Regions from separate parts of the Mus musculus genome. Here regions 2, 3 and 4 are each linked to region 1. A link is a contact called in public HiChIP or PLAC-seq and promoter capture Hi-C data. All regions are on one chromosome and are shown on one strand. Each heading gives the region's core, a stretch centred on a gene start, on an enhancer-like site or on the middle of the called end of the contact. The rest is flanking DNA. Distances are from core to core; before and after follow the strand shown. Region 1 holds the start of Sipa1l3 (signal-induced proliferation-associated 1 like 3). Region 2 holds the start of Ryr1 (ryanodine receptor 1, skeletal muscle). Region 3 holds the start of Fam98c (family with sequence similarity 98, member C). Region 4 holds the start of Kcnk6 (potassium inwardly-rectifying channel, subfamily K, member 6).

Region 1 (2,797 bases), core at 134-2,633:
CAGTTTGATAAAGATGATAGTAAGAGTTTTAATTTGGCTCTTCGGGGTTTTTTTTTTTTTTTTTTTTTGTATGTGTGTGTTTGTTTGTTTGCTTGTTTTTTCGAGACAGGGTTTCTCTGTGCAGTCCTGGCTATCCTGGAACTCACTCTGTAGACCAGGCTGGCCTCGAACTCAGAAATCCTCCTGCCTCTGCCTCCCAAGTGCTGGGATTAAAGGTGTGTGCCACCACTGCCCGGCTTCATTTGGCTCTTCTGAGCCAGGGTTTGATGCTGATAGCCAGTCTGGCCTTATTGCAGCAGTTCCTCTTGCCTCAGTCTCCCAAATGCAGGGCGTACAGGCAGGTGCATCACACCTGGGAGTCTGTACTTTGCCATCAGACGTCTGGAGGTTAAGTCTGGAGTTTAGGCTGTAACTGTGAGCCAGGTGTTTTCCATTTTGAAGGCCCAGGTGTGAGCAGCCTGTGATAACACAGCTGAGAGTCATGGAACTGTTTTGGTTGTTCTTTGGGTTTTGTTGTTGTTGTTGTTGTTGTTTTTGTTTTTCTGTTTGTTTTTTTGTTTTGTGACAGCCTCCTGTAGCTCAGGTTGGTCCCTGAACTCACTATGCAGCTTTGAATGACCTTGAAATCCTGTCTGACTTTTCCAATTCGAAGATCATAGTCATAAGCTATTGAGCTCCATCTGTTACTGAGTGTTTGATGGGCCAGAGCCATGACCTCACTGGCTTTCTCTCCCAGGGTGGACACTAGACTCTTCACAAGGGCATATTCGCATAACAGTCAAAAGCTGGACTCTTGAGATATACTGCTTGGGTTGAACCCCCACTTGCTATGTGACCTCCGTCCTGTGACTTCTGTTCAACACTATCTGTAAAATAGGCGTGACCGTAGTTCCGACTTAAAGGCCCTGGAGAGACTGTAGTGTTTAGAGCAGCACCCTCCCAGAGCTGTGCTTCCAAGGCTGGGTGGAAGAGTCTGCCACAAGGTTTAATCATTAAGCCTCCAGCCTCTGCAGCCGGCACTGTCTGCAGAGGTGAGGGGCCCACCTGTGGGTAGGAAGGTTGTGAATGAAGCTGCGGGGCTTAGGGCAGGGATGCTGTGGCGCTGATCCAGCCCTGGCTCAGCACCGAGCAGGTGGCCTGTAACAGGCAGGCTTTGTTACCTCCGAGCTTTCTCCCAAACTCATTCAGACCCAAGACCACGTGTCTGATGAGTAAGGAATCCTGTTATTTCCCTTCCCCAAAGGGAATATTGGCAGAACTGGCTCTTTGGGGATGTGCCTGTGTGCAGAGAGCAGCCATCTCAGGGGAACTCCGGTAAGCTGGCGTGGCCTGAAGGCCACTGAATAAGTCGTTAGAAGCTGGCACTGCTGGTTCCTATTTCCGCATTCCAGACACCCACAGCGCAGGAGGAGGCACCACCCCAGGTCGGCCTAGGGAGCTGGGGCAGGTGGCTCTTGCCTAGGGAAAACCTGGGACAGGAGCCACACCTGGGGCCAACCTAGTAGCCACCTTCCTGGAGTGTGATCACGGCTGTGTTCCGGGACTCCTGGTAGGTGAGCGATGTCTCCTCACTTCGGTAGCACCTTCCAGAGAAAGTTAATAATCTGATTCTTCTTTGAGGGAAAGCTAGCTTCTCTCTCTCTCTCTCTCTCTCTCCCCCTCCCTCGCTCCCTCCCTCCCTCCCTCCCTTCCTCTCTCTCCCTCTCTCTCTCTCTCACCCCCTCTTCTCTTGTGAAGTGTTTACCTATCTGTTCCTAACCTGAAGAAAGGTTGGCCCAGTGTTGAGCAAATGAGAAGATGGAGGCCACGGACTCCCAGGGAAAGAATAGATGACTGTAGCTGAGCCCCTGCTGTCTGCAGACTTTGTTACCAGGGGCTGTGGTGCCCCAGCCCAGTATGTATGCTGTGTGGTCTTGGTAAATCCTGTACCCTCCTGGGCCTCAGTTTCCTCTTTTGGGGGAAACAGGAAGTAGTGGTAGTACCCACTGAGTTGTCATGCCAAGTGCCCCAGCTCCTCTGACCCTGCGCCTGTGGACTGCAGCTCAGGCCCCTTGCTCCCTGCTCTGGCCTCTCCCTGGCTGTGTCCTCTGCCTGTGGATGTAGTTGGGGTGGCATGTCCACCTGCCTTCCCACACTCACGTAGCCGTTCTCAGGACTAGCCTTCCAAAGCCACCCCCTCCTCAAGTCTCTGCTCAGATGTTCCCAACCCAGGGTGCCTTCCTCTCAGTCACCCTGGAGCCACCTCCTTCGCTGGATTTTTCTTCCACCTGCATCTCAACTGTTGGCTTCCTGGGAGCGCAGGCCAGGCCTTGGTCCTTCTAGAACAGTGCCTAGCCTGTAGCGGGGGTGGGGTGGGGTGCAGCTTCAGTTATGACATGAATGAATTTATGCTACTAGATGGCCCATTGGTGGATGGACGGCTAGCTGTTCTCACTTGGGACTGACTAGAGTGCCACCAGCGTTTCCAGGAAGCCATGGCAGTGGTTGGTGTGACCTGTCACCTCTCTCTCTGGTCTCTCTGTGGTCATGCAGCCATTCTTGGGGTCTGTCAGCCTCAAGCTGCTGGCTTCCTGGCCCCCAATCCCTTCAGGCGTCACAGCCTGGAAGCTGACAGTGGCTCATTTGGGCATTTTGGGCACATGGCATGACAGAGAAAGTGTGGTACCAGCGAATTAGAGAATAGTGGGGTAATCTCAGTAAGAGAGGATTTGTGCGTGCCTGCTATGTATTGGAAAGGTGACATAGCTCCAGGTTTCTGTGGCAGGAAGGCAGGGGAGATAAGAGTGACCTGACCAGC
Region 2 (2,797 bases), core at 144-2,643, 380 kb after region 1:
CTACTTCAAAAGGCAGGTTTTAGCTGGGGGCTCGGGGGTGGGGTGGGGTGGGGTGGGGTGGGGTGGGGTGGGGTAGGGTGGGGTGGGGTGACGCATTTGTTTAACCTCAGTGCTGGGAGGCAGAGGCCTGGGATGTTTGCGAGTTCAAGGTCAGGCTGGTGTTTTCTCTCCCCCCTCCCACACCCATGCCCCTGCCCCCCAGTTTTGAGACAGGGTATCAGGTAGCACAGGCTGGCCTCCAGCTAGGGAGCTGAGGTTGACTTTGAGTTTCTGATCCTTTCTGCTTGCTGGAATTACAGACTCACATGGCCACTCCCAGTTTATGGATGGAACCCGGGGCTTTGTGACAGCTAGATAAACATTATATCGACTAGGGCATGCCTGCAGCCCTGTTTTTGTCTCTGTTTTGATACAGGGTCTTTTTTTTTTTTTTCTTCCTTTTCTTTATTTACATTTCAAAAATTTTCCCTGTTCCAGATCTCCCCTTCGGAAACCCTCTATCCCATCCCCCCTCCTCTTGCTTCTATGGGGGTGCTCCCCCATCCACCCTCCCACTCCTGTCTTCCCACCATAGCATTCTCCTATACTGGGGCATCCATTGAACACCCTTAGGCCCAAGTGCCACTCCTCCCACTGATGTGCAACAAGGCCATCCTCTGCCACATATGCGGCCGGAGCCATGGGTCCCTCCATGTGTATTCTTTTGTTGGTGGTCCAGTCCCCCGGAGTTCCAGGGGGTCTGGCTGGTTGACACTGAGATAGGCTCTTATTATGCGGTCCCAACTCCAGATTTACAATCCTCTTGCCTCAATCTCTTCAGAGCTTGGATGATAAGCCATACCACTCTGTCTGGTACTAAGTGATTTTTTTTTTAATGTTAGGGGATGTGGTGTGCATCCAAGCTACAACTGTGTGATTCTGCAGCAAGGGTGAAGCTCAGTTTAGCCATTAAGAAAGGGATGGAACTAGGCTGAGGGTGTAGCCCAATGGTAGAATGCTTGCCTGGCATGCAAGTGATCTAGGGTTTGAACCACGGCATTACATAAATCAGATGGGGCCAGAGGTTCAAGATCACTCTTGACTACATGTGGAGTTTAAGGCCATTCTGAAGTACATGACACTCGGAGGGGGAGGGGAAGGGGAGGGAGAGAGGAAGGGGTAAAGGGAGAGCCAGCCAAACAAATATATACATGATATCTCACTGTGACCATGGCCACTCAGCTACTTTCTAGACACCCAGTTCACTGGAGAGAACGAACACCTTCCACCAAGAGTTTGTGCTGTGGGCGGGGTTCTGAACAGGGGCGTAGCTTGTCCCATGCTTGCCCAATGGGTGTGCGGTGGGGCGGGGACCTTCTCTCATTGTGTCCCGCACAGGGCATGCTTCCTGCAGTTCCATCTCCCTCGCGGGTGCCTCTGGCTTCCCTAGAGGTCTCCGACCCCAGCCCGCCCTCAGGTTCCCCGCCAAGCCTGCAGCCCCCTCTCGCCATCCTCAGACCCTAGCCCGGGACACCCGGGGATTGCCATCATGGGTGATGGAGGAGGTGAAGGCGAGGACGAGGTCCAGTTTTTGCGGACGGTACGTTTTTGTCTGGGTCCGGAGGTCTTGGGTGATTTCTTGCTTACTTTTCTGAGAGTCTCTCTGTCTCTTCCCTGCTTGCTGGTGGTCTCTGAAATCCGAGGTCACTTTGTCTTTCCGTTTTTTCTCATCACCTTTTCGACCACGGAGAATTAGCAGGATTTAGGAGGACCGAGTGGGCAGGAGAGGGTGGGATCCTCAGACGCCCTCTCCTGACATAAGAGATTTGGGGTCATTGAGGAAGCACCCCGCCTCCTGCCGTTCTGGAAGCAGGCACTTGAGGAAGGTGGTTCTAATTCTTGGGCTTAATTTAGCTGTCCTCCACCGCCACCCCAGCCCTCATTCCCTTCTTGCTCCAGGCTCTGACCTATTTAAATTCTTGGGAAGGGGGCTGGGGTGGGCTGGACAACACCTTTCTTTTCAACTCCTAGTCTTTGGCCGTCTCCTTGGGGGTCTCTTGGAGCTTCAATGTACTTTTCCCCTCGGTTTTGGCGAGGAGGATTTAACTATGTCAGCTAATGGCCTCTGAGGGTACCTGGGTGATGAAGTCTTTCTCAGCTCCTTGGTATATCTTATGTCTGAGTCTCTGTCTCTTGGCCCTTGGCTTCAGCCTTCTGCGTGTGGCTGTCCCTCTGATCCTGTCTCTCTGAATCTCAGATCTCCAGCTGGGGGCAGGGATGGGACTTGGGACAACAGGTGTCTCTCCCAGAATAGCCCTCTTTTCTGGGCTCTGGGTAGGGGACAGGGAGGGGACAAGAGGGGGAGGGGCTGCCTTTTTCTTAGTCCTTCCCACCATATCCTCCCATGGGCTGAGATGGGGGTTGGATATGGGAGATGGTCTCTGTTGGGGCCAGGTCTGCTGACCCTGCACTCTCTCCCCCCCAACCCCCCACCCCCGAGGTCCTGGGTCCACACAGAAATGCTGACGCAGCATTCCTGACCCAGAATAGGACCCTGGTAGGCTGGGTCCGGTTTCTTGGGAGGGAGGAACAAACAGCTGGGGCTGGTAATGAAGGATGGGGACAGCTGGACTGTGAAGCCACTGGAGGAGGGCCTCTCCCCAGCCCCAGCCCCTTAGCCTACACCATGGCTTTCCATTGCCCTAGTAAGCCAATGGCTGTGGCTCCCAGCTGCTGAGCAGTCACTGCACCAGGCCCCGTGCCCAGGGCCTCAGCCTCCTGAGGTGTCTAATTATATTCTCATTGCCCTATCTTCTGA
Region 3 (2,797 bases), core at 142-2,641, 350 kb after region 1:
TACATCAGGCTGGCCTCGAACTCAGAAATCCGCCTGCCTCTGCCTCCTGAGTGCTGGGATCAAATTCGTGCGCCACTACGCCCGGCTTTACTTGTTATTAACTAAGGATGCACCTTAACATATGGACCATAATCCTCACACTTTTAAGAATGAGTGCTTGAGGGGGCTGTCGAGATGGCTCAGTGGGTAAGAGCACCAACTGCTCTTCTGAAGGTCCTCAGTTCAAATCCCAGCAACCACATGGTGGCTCACAACCATCCGTAATGAGATCTGATGCCCTCTTCTGGTACGTCTGAAGACAGCTACAGTGTACTTACATATAACAATAAATAAATCTTAAAAAAAAAAAAAAATGAGTGCTTGAAACATTGGGTGTGACACAAACCTATAGTCCCAGATCTTGGGGGGCTAAGATAGGAGGGTCTTAGTGAGGCCAGATTCCATTTAATATATTAATGGCTGGAGAGATGGCTCAGTGGTTAGGAGCACTTGTTCTAGCAGAAGACTTGGGTTTGGTTCCCAGCACCCACACAAGACTTCACGACCACCTGGAAGTCCTGGAAGTCCAGTTGCAGGAGATTGTAAGCCTTCTGACTTCTGTGGGCACAAGGTACGCGCACACACATGCACACGCACACACACACACACACACACACACACACACATACACACACACGACATTCAGGCACATAAAACATATACTTTATTGCCCTTGGATCCCAATCGCATAGATGGAAAAAACCAGTTTGGCAGAAACATTAGCTGGCAAATGGAGTCAACCCCAGTCCCATCGGCTTGCCTCCCCCTTAGGATGGAGTTTCTCAATGGCATCTGCTTTTTCTTTCGAAGGCCTACAGAGGCAGAGAGTCTGGCTAACACTGGACCCACTGTGAGGTGGAAGGAGGGTCTGGCTGAGGTGGGAGAGTGGATGTGAAGACGTGCTGAAAATCTAATCCTAAAGTGGAAGAAAAACAAGTCGGATGGGACTTTCGGTCTGGGGTGCACTAAGAACAAAGGGCAGCTGGGCGTGTCACACGCCTGTCAACCAGCAAACAGAAGGAGGAAGCAGGACTAAGAAGCCAGCCTGAGCTACATAAATGTATAAATCGAGACCCTGCCTCCAAAAGTATAAAAGTTAAATAAGTTGCTTTTTGCTTTTTTTTTTTTTTTTTTTTCTTGAGAGTCGGACAGTAGGGACACCCGAGCCTCCTGCGACCTCGTAGATCCAAACCTCAAGCTATAAAATTTACACTGGACAAGTTACCTGAAGGGTGCGCGTGGCGCGCGACCAAGCCAATAGGAGCGTGGAAGCGCCTTCGCACGAGAATATGGTTGGATAGCAGCGGGAGAGAGGAGGCGGAGGGAAGAGGGGGCGGAGCCTTTCCCTGGCGGAAGGGGGCGCGCGCACCGGGTCCGCAGACGGAGTTGCCATGGATGGGGCCATGGTAGCGGGTGACCTTCTGACACTGGGGTAAAAGATTCGGTGGTGTGGCCTGGGGGTACGGGAAGGGCGCACTCGCCTGGGGACGCGGACGCAGAGGGACTCGCACTGACGCGTGCCCCGCCGCAGGTACGATGCCCTCCCGGAGGGGGCGTCTCGGGGTCCCGCGTGTGCAGACTTCAGGGCGCTGTGCGCGCGGCTGGCGGCCGAGCTGACGGCTCTGGGAGCTCTGGAGCGGCGAGAGGAGGGCACCGCAGTGCTGGGCGCCGGCCACGGTGCGTGAGAAGCTGGGTGGACGGCGGGTAGAGCCGCGGAACCCGCTGCTTCCTGATGGCTTCTTCCTCCCGCAGGCCCGGACACAGAGGAAGAGTTCCTGCGGCAGTTGGCCGGCTGGCTGCGGGCGTTGCACTGCCCGGATCGCGCGCTCTGCGGCGGAGACTGCGCCACCGTGCTGCGGGAGCCCGGCGGCGGCCTGCGTCTGCTGCGTGAGCGAGCTTGGAAGGCCCAGGGTGGTGGCGGTGGGCGGGGCCTCTGAATGGGGCGGGCTCTGACGCTCAGACTGGACTCCCGTGGGTGTGGCCAAAGCTTTGCGGCGAGCTTGAAGGCCGCAGGTAGATAGGCTAGGGTTAATTAAGGCTTGGCTTGAATTCTGACAGAGGCCTCTGAAAACTTTAATGCGTTGAGTTAAACGCCAGTTGGGTGGTTCTGAAGTGGACCCACATCCCCCATTGTCGGTGGGTGAGGCTTACTCTGGGGGAAGGGCCAAGGTTCTGGTTGGGTAGGGATCTACTCCTCTTTTTAGGGTTTCTTTGCTCTGAGCTCCAGGCTGCCCGCCTCTTGCATCTAAGGCTCCAGCGGGATTCTAGCCCTGTGCCATCCTTTGGAGAAGGGACAAAGAAGGCGAATGGCGTTGTTCAGGAACTGACGCTAACTCTTCAAGCCCTGGGGCTCCCCAGACCCCTGCGTGGAACCCTGGCTAGCCAGCTACTTCGGGAGTTTCATGACAAGGTAGAGAGAGTCTCCTCCTGAGGTACCTTACTTGTGGAAAGGAGCCTGTTTTCAAAACCAGCTCTAAAAAGGATGACCCATCGACAGTGGCCATTCGTTCTAATTTGCTTTTTGCTGTGATAAAACACTGACCAAAGCCAGCTTAGGGGAGGAAACCGTTTGTTTCCCTTCACAAGTTACAGCCCACCGTTGAAGGAAACTGAGGCAGGAACCCAAGCCTCAAGCCAGCCATGGAGGACAACCGTTTACTAGCACATGCCTCCCGGCTTGTTCAGCTACCTCTTATACAGCCCAGGCCCAGAGTGGGCTGGGCACGCCTATATCCAATAGCAATTGTCAAGTTGGCAA
Region 4 (2,797 bases), core at 221-2,720, 270 kb after region 1:
ATTATCAGGCATCTCTTCCTACAGACTGCCAGCCCTAAATTGGGCTCTGTCCCAAGAATTACCACAGTTTTATAAATAGAGCTTGTTGCGTGTATCAGAGCTGCGGTCTGGTTGTGGGAGGATTCTGGTCTGCCCTCCACACAGCAGTAAGGAGAGCACTGAGTCCACGTCATAGAGGGACGTGAGGGGACCTACAGGAGAAAAATAAGGGAAACCCTGCTTTCAGTTTTACCTATTAATTTACTATTGAGACAATGTCTCACTTTGTCACCCTGGCTGACCTGGAACTCCCTCTGTAGAGCAAGCTTCCCTCACAGAGCGATCCATCTGCCTCTGTCTCTGCCTCCCAAGTGCTGGGATTAAAGAAGTGAGCCACCCCCTAGGCTACTTACTAGTTTGTTGTTGGTTTTTGTTTTGTTTTGAGACGGGGCTTTGCTGCTCTACCTTTAACTTTTCTAATGTACGTAGGAACATCTCAGCCTCCAGGAAAAGGGAGTCCCTACCCTGGATATAGATATATACATATCTATATACATATCTATATCCAGGTCATCTGCAGAAGCAACTAATACTCTTAGCTATTCTCTCCAGCCACTCCACCACACCTTTTGAGACAGGTATTCACTAGGTAGCCCAGGTTGGCCTGGAGCCGGTGATGGCCCAGTCTATTGCTCAAATGTTAAGGTTATTATGTGCAAGCCACCACAACCACATCCGAAATTTATTTGCTCATTTTTGTGTGTGTTCTGTGTTTCTTGAGACTGTGTCCTACTATGTAGCCCTGGAACTTACTATGTACACAGGCTGGCTTGAACTCAGAAATATAGCTGCCTCTGCCTCCTGAGTGCTGGATAAAAGGGGTGCGCCACCATGAAAGTAAGCAATGTATTGTTTATTTATTGAGACAGAGGTCTTCCAACAATGCCCCCTGACTCCTGGTCAATTATTCCGAAATCGTAGGCCCCTCCCACCCACCCACAACTTATCCCACGTCTTAGTGCCTCAAGCAAACACTGGGTACAGTGCAGAGGCAGGCAGATTTCTAAGTTCCAGGCCATCCTGGTCTACAGAGTGAGACAGGACAGCCAGGGCTACACAGAGAAACCCTGTCTCGAGAAAAAAAAAAAAAAAAAAAAAAAGGTTACAAACAGAAAGCTCCCACTTCGGAGGAGAGTTTCAGATCTGAGTTAAGGAGTCGCGAGGAGGAGAGTTGCAAGGAACTTCAGGCAGGAAAGGACTCCGCAGCCCTTCCCATCCCATTTGACTCCCCGATCCCGGAGCGTCGAACTCCACCCTCCGGTGTCCCTGTACCTACACCAGGTGTTTGGGCGTGCCTCAGTTTCCCAGCGTCAGGGCGTTCCGCCAGCCCCGCTCCTCCCCCTTTTTCCTTTTCCTCTTCCTCTTCGGGGCGTCGGTGGCCGCGCCTGGAGCTCCCGGAACTAAAAGCGGACCTCGGGCGGTGGGCCGGCGGGGGCCACGTCAGCGGGTGTCGGGGCTGTACGGGCACCATGCGGCGGGGCGCGCTCCTGGCTAGCGCCCTGGCCGCCTACGCCGGGTACCTGGCGCTGGGCGCGCTGCTTGTGGCGCGGCTGGAGCGGCCTCACGAAGCCCGGCTGCGGGCAGAACTGGGGACCCTGCGGGAGCAGCTGCTACAGCACAGCCCGTGCGTGGCGGCTCACGCCCTGGATGCCTTCGTGGAGCGGGTGCTGGCGGCCGGACGGCTGGGGCGCGCAGCGCTCGCCAACGCCTCGGGAGCTGCCAACGCTTCGGACCCTGCGTGGGACTTCGCCTCGGCGCTCTTCTTCGCCAGCACGCTTGTCACCACCGTGGGTAAGTGAGTGCTATCCATCACCCAGTCCCAGATAGTGTCCGGACCCCTTAACATACACCTTCATCCCAATCGTCCTGGTGCTCTCAGAACAACCTCCATTCCCAACTGACCCACACTGGCCACAGCTGCCTCATTTGGAGAGCCCTCGTACTACACACCCCAGTTCCCTTGGAATACTTTCTCAGACAGCATCCCCTTTGGTGCCTTTTTGTTTGGTTTTGAGATAGCATGTACCTTTAGGCGCAGGTTGGCTTGGAATTTCATCCTCCTGTCTCAGCCTCCTAAATGCTGGGATTACAGGTGTGGGTCACCAGCCTGGCTCACTCTTGTCTTAATCCTAGGATTATCATAGATGATTGGCAAGGGCCTTGGTAGGGCTTTCCTTGGGTGTCTAACCTCGGGGGCTGTGTTACAATAGGGCTGGCACACCATCTCTTCCAGCCTTGTCTTCTGGCTCCAGATAGGTCCTTTCTGGAACAGCCCACTTTAACTTCCTCCTGAACTCAGTGCCCCAGTGAACTGTGAGTTGAACTCAGGCCTTCATGCATGCTAGTCAGTAATAGCAGGGCAACATTACTGGAGGTCTGTCTTCTAGGAAGAGACCTTAGCCTGACCTGAGACCGGTTCTAGGATCCCTTCCGCTTTGGGCACTCTCCAGCAAGATCCCTGGTCCGGGGACTAACAGACTGACTGAAGGTCCCCCCCTCCCCCCCTCTCCTGGACTTCCTACTCTAACACAGGGCTCCTCCACCCATCTTTACACCTCCCCTGAGTTGTTGGGATTCTCCCAATGTTTTCCACTCTAGACTCAGATTCCTGGATCAGCAGCTCCTACAGCGGGCTGTAAGAATGGCGCGAACCCAGAGCGTCCTCAAGGAAGAACCATTGGCTGATTGGCTGTCCCGCTTGAAATCCTCCAAGTTGAGACTCCTACCCCTAACTACCTCCAGCAAAACCTCTTGCTCT

The links. Promoter capture Hi-C pulls out the DNA fragments that hold promoters and counts their contacts. HiChIP or PLAC-seq counts read pairs in DNA pulled down with a chosen protein or histone mark. Capture Hi-C pulls out chosen DNA fragments and counts their contacts.
Region 2: a FOXA1 HiChIP or PLAC-seq map of pancreatic cancer cells shows a contact between it and region 1. The contact joins the promoter of Ryr1 here to the promoter of Sipa1l3 in region 1. A contact is called at or near these places in 6 of 39 promoter capture datasets (cranial neural crest, frontonasal cranial neural crest, liver and 2 more), 4 of 484 Hi-C or Micro-C datasets (the N1E-115 cell line, double positive thymocytes and embryonic stem cells) and 3 of 115 datasets of contacts at active chromatin or transcription factors (T-cell acute lymphoblastic leukemia, embryonic forebrain and pancreatic cancer cells).
Region 3: a promoter capture Hi-C map of pancreatic islet shows a contact between it and region 1. The contact joins the promoter of Fam98c here to the promoter of Sipa1l3 in region 1. A contact is called at or near these places in 5 of 115 datasets of contacts at active chromatin or transcription factors (the SCID.adh cell line, embryonic midbrain, embryonic stem cells and 2 more) and 3 of 9 other capture datasets (embryonic stem cells, liver and pancreatic islet).
Region 4: a promoter capture Hi-C map of the HPC-7 cell line shows a contact between it and region 1. The contact joins the promoter of Kcnk6 here to the promoter of Sipa1l3 in region 1. A contact is called at or near these places in 6 of 39 promoter capture datasets (the HPC-7 cell line, cranial neural crest, embryonic stem cells and 2 more), 13 of 484 Hi-C or Micro-C datasets (CD4 T cells, CD8 T cells, the G1E-ER4 cell line and 9 more), 9 of 115 datasets of contacts at active chromatin or transcription factors (bone marrow-derived macrophages, embryonic forebrain, embryonic stem cells and 4 more) and 2 of 9 other capture datasets (adipose tissue and liver).

Annotation. Positions count from the first base shown.
Region 1 is chr7:29,504,046-29,506,842 of GRCm38.p6, reverse strand. It overlaps Sipa1l3 (signal-induced proliferation-associated 1 like 3), which reads left to right and starts at 1,383. Exons shown (of 23, transcript NM_001081028.1): 1 at 1,383-1,549.
Region 2 is chr7:29,123,747-29,126,543 of GRCm38.p6, reverse strand. It overlaps Ryr1 (ryanodine receptor 1, skeletal muscle), which reads left to right and starts at 1,393. Exons shown (of 106, transcript NM_009109.2): 1 at 1,393-1,579. The coding sequence starts at 1,529.
Region 3 is chr7:29,154,804-29,157,600 of GRCm38.p6, reverse strand. It overlaps Fam98c (family with sequence similarity 98, member C), which reads left to right and starts at 1,391. Exons shown (of 8, transcript NM_001146023.1): 1 at 1,391-1,471; 2 at 1,571-1,716; 3 at 1,792-1,926; 4 at 2,244-2,449. The coding sequence starts at 1,431.
Region 4 is chr7:29,231,195-29,233,991 of GRCm38.p6, reverse strand. It overlaps Kcnk6 (potassium inwardly-rectifying channel, subfamily K, member 6), which reads left to right and starts at 1,470. Exons shown (of 3, transcript NM_001033525.3): 1 at 1,470-1,830. The coding sequence starts at 1,509.